Linked DNA regions of Mus musculus: regions 2, 3 and 4 are each linked to region 1. The links are chromatin contacts, called in public HiChIP or PLAC-seq and promoter capture Hi-C maps. All regions are on one chromosome and are shown on one strand. Each heading gives the region's core, a stretch centred on a gene start, on an enhancer-like site or on the middle of the called end of the contact. The rest is flanking DNA. Distances are from core to core; before and after follow the strand shown.

Region 1 (2,799 bases), core at 207-2,706:
GTGAGTCCCCTGGAGCTGGAAGTTACAGGTGGTTTGTGAGCAACCTAACATAGGTGCTGGGAACCAAACTTGGGTCTTCTACAAAAACAGTAACTGCTCTTAACTGCTAAGCCACCTCCAGCCCTTACAAAGCCACATTCTTTATTCAGCCACCACAGGTACCCTTTCCTATGTTAGGTTAGCAAGGGTGGATCCTAGTGCCTGGAGCCTGAGCTTCGTGGCACCAGCAGGCTTTCAAGAATAGGTCTCAGGCCTGCCACACTGGGGGCTCTGAGGACAGTTTTTTCTGCCTTGGAAGATTGTGGGAAACTCTTTTCAACCTGTGGCATCCTGGCTCAGAGCTTCAGCCCTCTTCATCTGGTGGAAATGGAAAACTGGGCAGATTTAAAAAAAGGACCAGGTCCTCACACAGACAGACCCATCCCTTGGCTGCAGTTCATTGTGCGACTCCACTGAACCGATGGACTGAAGGCACAACAGGTGTGGTTTGCACAAGCCTTGCAAGCCCTGAGATGCCTCACAGCAGGTTTGGAATGATTGATTATGTTATGAGCTGTGGTGTTTCTACTGCACGAACCGAAGCATGATGGTTTAATTATAGAAAACAAAGAATTTTAATATTTCCCTATCATTCCTCAGCATGTATTAGAGTGTCTAGATTATATTGGACAAACGCATCCACCTAATTAGTATGCAAATCTGCTTTTGTCTCTAGTCAGTGGTAAAATTGTGTGTATGCCGAGTTTTACAATAAATTCTTTTCTGATTCACTTATCAGTAAATGTTTGATTCGTATGCCTATTTTAGATACCTAGAGTCGCTGAAAAACTTTCTGAGTAGGATGGGATTGCTAGTGGAGAAAGCTTAAGAAACCTTGCTTAGGGTCACCTGATGTCAGTGTCATTGCTCCTCCGCCCCCAACCCCTTCAGCACAGGATCTTCAGGACTTGGGGTCTCTGGTGTGTTTCGTGTCTCAGTAGCTATGTTGGTTCCACGATCAAAACTTAGTCCAAGATACTGTAGGGGGGTCCCATTCTGCAGAAGCTGATTCAGATCAAAACTAGGTTATTAAGCATTCGGAGAAGGGCATCAAACACACCGGCAGTCCCAGGTACACTCAGGACAGCGCTAGTACGCACTCCTGCTTCAGCCTGCCAATTGTTGCCTCGGTTCGAATCCGCTGGGGGCGCGGTCTACACCACCTGTGGCCTCCAACCCGGAGTCCAGTCTTCCCACAGATCTCCCGGTAAGTCGATCCTTACACTTTCTCACCTGCGTCTTGCAGCCTTAAGGCCCAATGCGACCGGCCGGAAGCAGGGACAGAAAATGCGCTTGCGCTGAGTGACAAGCTCTTAGAGAAAACCCCTGTCTCAAGACTATCTACAGCTACCAGCACCGAGTTTATACACACTGCGCTTGCGCAGGACACCCAGGCCTGGGCGGGGCGTGCTCTTCGGCCAGCTGGAGTGCTCCGCGCTTGCGCAGGTCCAGGGCGGCGGCTCAGGCTTCGGGTGGGCATCGTCTGTTCCTTTCTGGTATAGCCTAGAATTCAGCGGAGAAACGCGGCTGAGGTAGGTTTCTTAATGGACAGCTTAGACATCTGGATCGCAAGTGAGGCAGGGCAAGCTAGGCAAAAGGTCTTCCCTGTGCATGTCTCCAGCGCACTGAGGCCTCCGCCCCCTCTGGAGGCTTTAGAGTGCCCTCTCGAAGGTTCTATTCCAGCTACCCCCTCCCCTTTTCTCAGCACCGTCCGCCCTCTTCGCTCTCCTTTCGCTGCACCTCTCAATTCCCCCTGCGCACCTCCGCTGGCTCTTAGAGCCACGCCCTTCCAGGACCACGCCCACCTGCCTTCTGTATCCCGAGCCACATCCCCCATGCCTCTATATTCTTGGCCTCTATGGCCTCATCTGCTTGGCCTGGAGAACCCTCCAATTCATTGTCTTTCTTCCTCCGGGCACCCTCCCAGGCTTTTCACTGAAAATATAATTGTAAATAATTTGTGATTCTAATTATTACGAAGTAAGTATGAAGTCCAGATCTGGACGCACAACAGGCGTTTAAACAAAGAATCGATGTAATCTCAGAGCCAGTTAGGGTTACATTGCCCCTGGGGGTAAAAAAATAGAATTAAAGAACAGGAGGGTGTCGGGCATGGGGATTTCAGTTCTGCCTGTGGGTTAGGTCAAGTACTGGGCAAGGTGTTTTAATTTGAGTTTAAGCTATTAAGTGTTCCTAAAAAAAATGATACTGATTTATTCTAAGTAAAAAGAGGCTTCATAAATATCTCTTAAAAAAGGAGACTTCAGAGGAATAAATCTAGCATATTAAAGGAAGCACACAGCATTTGGATTTTTTAATTTAAAAAGCCCTCTAATGAATTGTGATGATAAAACGCCAATCCTGTTCCATTCTTAACACATACAGTAAACTGTAGCCGTGAAATGAGATTACTGACCAGGCAGTGTAACACTTTGTGCTTCTCTCTCTTCTTTCAAGTAGGCATGGGAGAGAAACTGAAGTAAAGCCCCAGTTATGAGACATGATCATATTGAACTATGGAGGCACCAGGAGAAGGTCCCTGCAGCGAGTCACAGGTCATCCCGGTTCTGGTACGTAAGAGCCACGTGTAATGATCATACAGAGGAACAGTACCAGCTTACAGGGGTGATGTCACTCTCCTTGTCTCTCAAGGTCCTGGCTCACAGGAGGATGCTTGAATTTAGAGAACGTTGAGGCAGGGGGATGGGTCTGGTCATTAGGTCCCATGCTGTGTATTGTCATGAACACTTCAGGGGACAC
Region 2 (2,739 bases), core at 33-2,532, 490 kb before region 1:
GTCAGCCAATGCTATGTAGCCTGCTGGGGTTAGCAGACTGGAGTGCTGGTGCTGTGTATTTTCCTGACCACCCTTTATTCATCACCTCAAGATCCGCCAGGCCTGCTGACAGGGCATGGCTCTGAACCCAACCGGGAGACCTCTATGACTGTCGCTGTGTGATACCATGCATCTGCTACATGACAGGCCCCTGCTCTTTGGCTCAGAAGAGCACATCCTAGAAAGCCCAGCATGGGAATCATGGCTGCCAGTGTGTCTATTCCTGTGTCCGTCAGGGTATCCATCAATACCCAGGGACACACCAGGCCCTGCCCTGAAGGGCTTAAGCTGTCTTTATTGTGCAACCACCCTATAAAGGAAATAGCTCAGCTTGTGGAGGCTCCAAAGGCCAAGAAAAAAAGCCACATGTACAGCATGAAGCCACAGCCCAAAGCCAATGGCCTGATGCTCAGGTTGGGGCGGTGGGTGGGCATGAGATTACTGCCAGGAAGAACATGTGTCCACCATGGTGACATATACTGTAGGGCTGGCATGAGGAGGACAAAGGACACAGTCTCACTGAGTCCTAGGAGTCACTGTCACTTTTCTTTACAGACTTTTATTATTAATGATGCTGAAATTTGTAACCAAGTTTTTGTATTATAATGACTATACCACTCTTCTGGAATTTGCTCTGGGTAAGGATGGTTCTGGCTTTATCTGGAGCCCAGATGTTATCAACACACACACAGAGACACACAGAGAGAAACAGAAATAAAAAGAGACTCTTATACAAATACATCCATGTGGTTAGTGTTGACAACTTGGATTTCCATAATAAAGATCGAAAGATCAAATATCTTTTGCAAGTTAAGTATTTAACTAAGCCAAAGTGACGGCTACGCAGAAATCACCAGCACTGGAGAAAGCCACGTTTGTGGCTCACACCAGAAAGCTGGGCTGCATAGTCCCAAAGGCGGTATTTGGAATGAAACAACCAGAAATATTTCCTGGAACTTCTTTTGGGAATCACAGAGTTTGTTCACCATATATTTTCTTCTATGTTACACTGGACAGTTGACTCTGAGTGGGTAAACATCCCACACACCGTAGCAACAGGAAGTCCACAGCCCAGGAGTGTCCTGGTGCCTAGTACCCGAGAGGAGAGGGCCTTTTTCTCTTCAAGGTTCCAGAGACCCGATGCTGATGCTGTGACTCACTCAGCTTTGAGGCCCTCCCCTTCCTCTCCCCCTCCTCTCCTGATCCCTCCCCTCTTTGCACCTCCCTCCCTCCCTCCCTCCACCCTCCCTGGCTCTCTCCTCAGCTCTGGGCTCTGACTGCAGCAAGCAGAGACAACCTCTCACTCTGCCTTTCCCAGCGCCCACCCTGACCCTGGCCCACATTTGACGGTGACTCGCAGGCCAGCCAGAAACATGAGGCTGGCCCACGCTCTGCTGCCCCTGCTGCTACAAGCCTGCTGGGTGGCCACACAGGACATCCAGGGCTCCAAAGCGATTGCCTTCCAAGGTGAGTAAACTGGCTGTGCTCCCTGTGTGCTGTGTTTAGCTGCCTGAAGGCCTGAAAGTTGATGGGGCTCAATACCCCACAAGGTACTGTCCGGTGTCCCACCTCCCCCCCACCCTTTGTCTTAATCTTGTGGAGAGCCACTAAGAAGGGGACTTTCCCCTTGTCCAAGCCTGCATTCTATTTGGTTCCTGTCTTGAAGCAGCTATATAATACCCGGCTCCCAGCCAAAAGGCCCTGGAGTCCTGTCACCCCGAATCTTGCCATGCTAGGGAGATGACAGGTTGGTAAACTCCAGAGGGACTGAGCAGCAAGGGGAGCCTGGTCCATTTCTGTCCTGAGCGAATGACTGATAATCTCTCTTTGCTTGATAGCCAGCATAGGTAACCTGCCTCTTCACAACTCAGGGGGAGGTCATAGATCTGGTGGCTTTGGGTTGAGACCATAAGGAGAAATAGTCCAGTTCTCCCAGGCAGCCCCTGCACTCTGTAACTGGCCAAGGCCACTGTAACTGAGCAAGGCTCTGTCCAAGGACAGGACACCCTGAGACTTGGCTCTCACTCAGACCCTGCTGGGTGTTACCCACCAGGCAGGTGAGGGGCTGGGGCTGCACTGATCACCTGCTCGGAGCTCTGCTGGTGAGAATGGATGGTGTCTGGCCAGGAAGCCCCTGGCCAGAATGGGGATATGTGAATGGGGCCTTGTGCCCCCAGTGGGGCTCAGAGCATGGCTCATGGGATCTTCTCTGGCTCAGACTGCCCTGTGGATCTATTCTTCGTGCTCGACACCTCGGAGAGTGTGGCCTTGAGGCTGAAACCTTATGGGGCCTTGGTGGACAAGGTGAAGTCCTTCACTAAGCGCTTCATTGACAACCTGAGAGACAGGTAGAATGAGCTTGCCTTGGCCTGTCCTGTAGCTCTGTGGTCCTGGGGTGGGGGTAGGGGTGGGGGTGGGGGTGGGGGACTGGACCTGCAGGTAGAGCTGAGCCTTAACTCCACATTCCAGAAGCTGTCCAGAGCTCCATCCCATGTCTCTGCAGCTCAGAGGGACAGGAGAGAGGATGAGTGGGTGGGAGAAGGGACAGCGGGGAGAGAGGGAAGTCACCTTGTCAATAGGGCTGAGAAGACCGTTCTGAGTATAGAGTTGTGAGGTCTCCATACTCCAAACACACAGACAGGGTCTGAGGAGTCTGCCAGATGTGTAGCTATGCCTTGTGGCCAGAGTTCCCACCTGTCC
Region 3 (2,700 bases), core at 123-2,622, 390 kb before region 1:
AAACAGAGAGAGATAGAGAGACAAAGAGAGGGGGAGGGAGAGAGAGAGAGATGCAAATACCATACATAAGACACTCATGCATACTTACACCTCTGGCTCTAGTCCCTCCCTACCCTCTCAAAAGACCTCCAGCACAGAGCACGGCACACAGCAATAGCTGGCACTGCCCATGAAAGGCTGGTACTGATGCTGCATTGCTAATAGTCAGGTCAGGGCTCCAGGTCCTAGGGACTGCAAGTGGTAAGTGGTACAGGCTGATATCTCTCAGGCTGGGACCTGTAGGGACAGCTTTCAGCTCCCAAGAGGTCACCTTAATGGCATTTTCCTATTCCTTAGAAGAAACACTGGTCCTCCATTACTACTTAGGCACAAGGATCCAAGACACTGTGGAAGGTGCCTTGAGCCAACTTCTCAGGTGTGAGACATCAGAAGAAAGAGATGACAAAGCTTCAATGGGCAGAGGCAGGAAGGTCCTAAAGACAAGGACCTCCAGCAATATGGGCTTACCAAAAGTAGTTCCTCCCTGGACAGGAGGGGGTAGGGGGAGAACACAGAGTGGGACTGGAAGTCAGGGGCTAGATCAGAGATTTACTCAGCTGTATGAGAAACAAGCCTCATCACCCCCACTACCCTGCACCCTTGAGAACTGCCCCGAATTGAGCCCCTTCCCTATCCCTGCCTGTACTTCTCAGAGCCAGTCCTACTCCAGGCTAGAAAGTTAAGGCCCTAGCCATAGCTTATGCACCCTGCCAGCGATGTGAGCAGACCCCACTCAAAGCCGACCTCTGGGATTCTTGGAGGAAAGGGTTATATACCAATGCCAGGGCTCCTACATCTATGCCTGGTCCTCTTGCCTCTTCAGGGCCCTATCAACTTCCAGGAGCCTCAATACCAATTCAGGGCCCGCTGAACCCCAAAGACATACGTTCTTTGCATCCCTTCACTGCACTTTGAAGTTCAACCCCACATCCCGCCCAACTTCAGTCAGAATACTGGGGGTGGGGGGAGCGGGGGAGGGAGCCCTGGCCCAACAGGATAAGAATAGCTTCTACGGGGGGGGGGGGGGGGGGCTCCTTCCTTTACGTAGAGGAGGAGGGAGCTTGAGCAAAGGTCTGGGAGACCTAGGAGTCCAGAGGCTTGCAAGGAAAAATAAAAAAGTCACCAGGCACTACAGCACAGAGATGGTCCAGCTCCAACCCTGCTGCGTGTCCTGGCCACTCCCTCCCCTCGCCTTCCTTTCCTCCCCTCCCCCAGCTCATTCCCCAGCTTCATCTTAGTCCGTCCAGCAGCCCCACCCGCTGACCCCGCCCATCCGCGGGGCCGCAGCGCCCCCCAGCGGTCGAGTTTTCCAGGCATCCGCCCGCCCGGGACAGAGTTAAAGTGGGAGGCCCCTGGCTTGGTCCCCTCCCGTTCAGTCCCGGGCCGCGCCTGGGTCCCCTCCCTCCTACCCACTCGGCGCCCGCACCTCGGGCCGTCAGGACCCGGGCTGTCCTCGGGAAGTACCCAGGCATCTTCTCCAAGCCAGGTAAGCTTCTTCGCATGGTGTCCAGCTGGGACACGCGGGAAAAGGGGGAACAGGATTCGGGGGCTGCACCTCAGGGGTCTAAGGTGAGCACAGTTCTACCCAAACCGAAGGTCCTGCCCCAGGTTCTAGTCTCCAGGTGGCCCCTAGGCCTCTGTTCGACAGAGCCTGGTTGGGGTGCAGGCTTCTTATTCTAGACTCCACAGCTTTCTGCTCACCACTGACAGACCAGATCCCTGCTCCTTCCCCAGTCCTCAGAGTGTCTCACATCTGGTCAGACCCATGGCCATTGCTAGCAGGTCTGAGTTGTCTCCCAAGGGTTAAGGAACCTAAATTGCCTCAATGGGAAAATACGCTGTGACTTGAACCTGCACACAGTCCGTTGTTAGCCTCTCCGTAGGCCCTAAGGAAGAAGGGTAGTCTTCATGGGGAAGGAAGGTAACAGAGCCACTTGAACTAGTTCCTCAGATGGACTTCAAGGGTACTCTGCGGGAGGCAGAGAAGGGAGTCTCAGGTCCCAGCAGTGGGCTAGCCAGGTGCTCTCAAGGGGACACCTCGCCATCTCGAGGTACTCCCACTGTGCTTAAGGAGAGACCAGGCAGGAATCATAAAGATGAGGGTGGACCCAGGAATAATAAAGTCTGTCACTCTTGGCTCTATCCTAGCCCTGAGACTCCCTTGGGCACTCCAGTCCCTTGGGGACTCCAGTGGGCAACCTCAGAGACACCTCTCCTATAGACAGCAACACAGCCCCCTCGTGAAGCCTGGGTATTCTGGGGGTATCTCCATACTCATCTGAGGACATGGAGCCAAGTGCCATAGAGGGACAAGGTACCAACAAGGAACATTTAAGGTCCAGATTAAGTTGCTGGGTTCCTCCCCTTCCCCCAGTTAAATAGTTCTGGCTCTTGAGGCTAGCACACACATAGCAAAGGAAAAAAAGAAACAGGGCATTTGCAGCTTCATCTCACAGAAACTGGAGGTTACACAGGTGTCTGGGATCCCTTAGAGAGAAAAGGTGGGGCCAGAGACTGGGCTTGGACCTAGGGTCCCAGGGAACAGGTGATACCAATTGGGAGGGGTTGAACATAGGGGTTTAGAGCATCCATTCTGAAAGCTGTGCTTCAGTCTTGGGAACAGTGCGTTTCCCAGTGAAATGGTGTTGGGGAGCCAGCACA
Region 4 (2,700 bases), core at 167-2,666, 440 kb after region 1:
TGTCTCTGGGAACACGGCTTGGTGTTCCATCCCTTGTAGAGTTTTCTACTGGGTCACCAGAGCAAGCCTCATTCAACCAAAATAGACTGCCTATCAGGGCTGAGGAAACGGATTTATCAAGCTGTGATTATGACAAAAGAACTTCCAGGAGTCAGCAACCTCCAGACAACTCTGTTGTTTCAGGGGTAGGGTACATAAGGGATCTTATGAGTATAGGTAGAGAGGGCTAATTGGTCAGAGCACAGCACCTAATTATCATATGGGCAGGAAGCAGAGCGGGACTTGTGTGCTGAGTCACATAGCCCTCGCAGAGAGCTCTGCACAGGGTCATCCTCCAAACAAGGTAGGGCATCTGTGCTCAGATACTCCCAACCAAGGCCATAGAAAGAAAGGGAAACCCCACTGAGAAACGGAGTCCTCCATTTTGCACCAAGCTTGGAGAGCTATCCGGGGACATGGAGGACCTTAATAACAGGCTTCTCCAACAGGAATCGTGGCAGACTCCATGAAGAGGCATATGATATCTGGAAAAATCGGCACTCAGTCTTGGGGCCCTCAGTTTCAATATTAAGCTCAGGGACAAAGTTGTCAGAATCATAAGGACAATTTTTTATTTATTATTTATTTATTTTTTGTTTTTTCGAGACAGGGTTTCTCTGTGTAGCCCTGGCTGTTCTGGAGCTCACTTTGTAGACCAGGCTGGCCTCGAACTCAGAAATCTGCTTGCCTCTGCCTCCCAAGTGCTGGGATTAAAGGCGTGGGCCACCACTTCCGGCTGGACTCAACCTTTCATGAAAGGGATCTACACGTTTCTTTCACTATGTGTATAAACAGCAAGGAACTTCCCACCTTACAACCTTATAACCTTCATCAGATATGGAAACTGCGGGAACCTTGGCCTGGGACTAATGGTACATTTCTGTTCAAAAATTACATCTAAGGTACTTCTCTATCACAGTCCAAAGGGAGCTAAAATGTCAGAGGATGGAGAAGCTAATGCTCTCAGGTACAGGAAGGCCAACCTTGTCAAATGACAGAGCTGAGATGCGAGTGACATCAAAGGCCCACAGCATCCTTTGCTTCTTGCTGGTGGTGCTGGTCCATATCTTTGGCTTGTAGGTCCCGGAGGAATACCTTAGTTTTCCCATCTGGGAAGTGGGGACGATTGGGAATTCTAACAACACACTAGATAGGGTGGGTATACCTTTGAAGACATTCTGCTTTCAACTAAACCGGCCACAAGAGGACTAGCAGCCAGGCCCTCTAACACCTCCTCTGCCCACTCAGAGGAGACCAGTTGTGTCCTCTGGCTCATTCCGTGCTAGATTCCAGTTGCAGGGCTCTTGGAACACAAGCTAGCTCCCCCTTTAGAAAGAAGGGCCAGGCTGCGGTATCCGCCCAGTGGGGGCGTGGCCACACTTGGCTTGATAGGGATCCCTACTAGCCAGCCTGGACTTTTTGATAGTCTGGCCAGTTACAGAAGTGGTTCCCGCCGCCTATGCCATGGTTCTGGAGCTGTACCTGGATCTGCTGTCGCAGCCCTGTCGCGCCATTTATATCTTCGCCAAGAAGAACAATATCCCGTTCCAGATGCACACGGTGGAGCTGCGCAAGGGTGGGCAGGGCTACGGCTTTGGGGATCTGAGAAACAGGGGAGGCAAGACGGACTTAGGGGATCTCTCTCTGTACTCTCCCCTTCCCAGGCTTTTTCTGGTTTAGAGACCACAATAGAAAGACACCAGAGAGAACCAGGGTTCAGGACTCCCGCCAACTCTGCTGTTTGTGGAATAGACGCCGGCCAGGACCTGCTGAAACTGAATAGTGTGCAGACCTAGCAACAGAAACGGGCAAGCAGTTTGGACCTAGCTACAGGGACCTCCAGAAGAGTAGTGGGTGTAGGGCATAGCTAGGAGAACAAATGTGGAGATCTGGGCAGTCACTCCTCGGATCGTTTCCCCCAGTGCTGAGATGGGCAGTACTACACAGAGCCATCCCTGCAAGTACCTTGCCTTTGCAACAGGCTCTCTCCGCCAACCTGGTCTATTGGAATTCCTTTTTGTCGTTCCTTTTCTTGACTTTCTGTTTTCCCTTTCTCTCTGCCTCTCTTTGTGCTGCGAAGAGAGAGAGGCTGCTGCATGGGGGTATGCCAGGAACTTGGAGCCTCCTCCCTGCTGGCCGCTGAGAGAGCCCTGCGCTCTGGCAAGACAGGGTTGTAGCAAAATGAAAGTGTTGCATAATGGGCTGTGGCCGTCTCCATACTGTCTCACTGCTTGTCCCGCTCTGTCTGAAACCTCACGTCTCTCTTCACTGTCACCTCTAGGTACAGTGTACTTAACCCCCCACAGGTTCTGCCCTTGCAGAGTATGGTGTAGGCCGGTGGGGGAGGGGGTGGCCCGGTGGGGGTGGGGTGAGGACGGGGGGGGGGGGGAACTGATAAAAAGATGTTCAAGTAGGCTGTTAAAAATAAGCCTGTCGAGGGAGACAGGTTCCACTAGGAAACGAAGGGAGAGTGAGAATCCCCCACTTGATCCGGGGCAATGGGAGCCACTGAGGACTGTGGGGCTGAGCGCAAGGAGGCAAACTTAGAAACTTACCTGGAGTGCATCAACAGGAAGAAAACCAATCCAGACCAGAAAGGGCTGCTAGCGGGCAAGTCCCACAAGGACCTGTCAAGCGTATGATACCTATTTTGTATCAAGG

Evidence for each region. Promoter capture Hi-C pulls out the DNA fragments that hold promoters and counts their contacts. HiChIP or PLAC-seq counts read pairs in DNA pulled down with a chosen protein or histone mark.
Region 2: an H3K4me3 HiChIP or PLAC-seq map of embryonic stem cells shows a contact between it and region 1, with 4 times the contacts expected there. The contact joins the promoter of Col6a1 here to the promoter of Prmt2 in region 1. A contact is called at or near these places in 7 of 39 promoter capture datasets (the C10 cell line, HPC-7-derived erythroid cells, embryonic stem cells and 3 more), 1 of 15 datasets of contacts at CTCF or cohesin (embryonic stem cells), 1 of 484 Hi-C or Micro-C datasets (uterus), 7 of 115 datasets of contacts at active chromatin or transcription factors (embryonic stem cells and stem cell-derived neural progenitor cells) and 1 of 9 other capture datasets (embryonic stem cells).
Region 3: an H3K4me3 HiChIP or PLAC-seq map of embryonic stem cells shows a contact between it and region 1, with 14 read pairs. The contact joins the promoter of Col6a2 here to the promoter of Prmt2 in region 1. A contact is called at or near these places in 4 of 39 promoter capture datasets (embryonic stem cells, liver and stem cell-derived epiblast-like cells) and 2 of 115 datasets of contacts at active chromatin or transcription factors (both in embryonic stem cells).
Region 4: a promoter capture Hi-C map of embryonic stem cells shows a contact between it and region 1, with 5 times the contacts expected there. The contact joins the promoter of Gstt1 here to the promoter of Prmt2 in region 1. A contact is called at or near these places in 2 of 39 promoter capture datasets (both in embryonic stem cells).

Annotation. Positions count from the first base shown.
Region 1 is chr10:76,236,522-76,239,320 of GRCm38.p6, reverse strand. It overlaps Prmt2 (protein arginine N-methyltransferase 2), which reads left to right and starts at 1,456. Exons shown (of 11, transcript NM_133182.3): 1 at 1,456-1,571; 2 at 2,500-2,609. The coding sequence starts at 2,556.
Region 2 is chr10:76,724,587-76,727,325 of GRCm38.p6, reverse strand. It overlaps Col6a1 (collagen, type VI, alpha 1), which reads left to right and starts at 1,282. Exons shown (of 35, transcript NM_009933.4): 1 at 1,282-1,506; 2 at 2,258-2,387. The coding sequence starts at 1,413.
Region 3 is chr10:76,622,076-76,624,775 of GRCm38.p6, reverse strand. Col6a2 (collagen, type VI, alpha 2) reads left to right here and starts at 1,372. Exons shown (of 28, transcript NM_146007.2): 1 at 1,372-1,525.
Region 4 is chr10:75,797,300-75,799,999 of GRCm38.p6, reverse strand. It overlaps Gstt1 (glutathione S-transferase, theta 1), which reads left to right and starts at 1,416. Exons shown (of 5, transcript NM_008185.3): 1 at 1,416-1,615. The coding sequence starts at 1,504.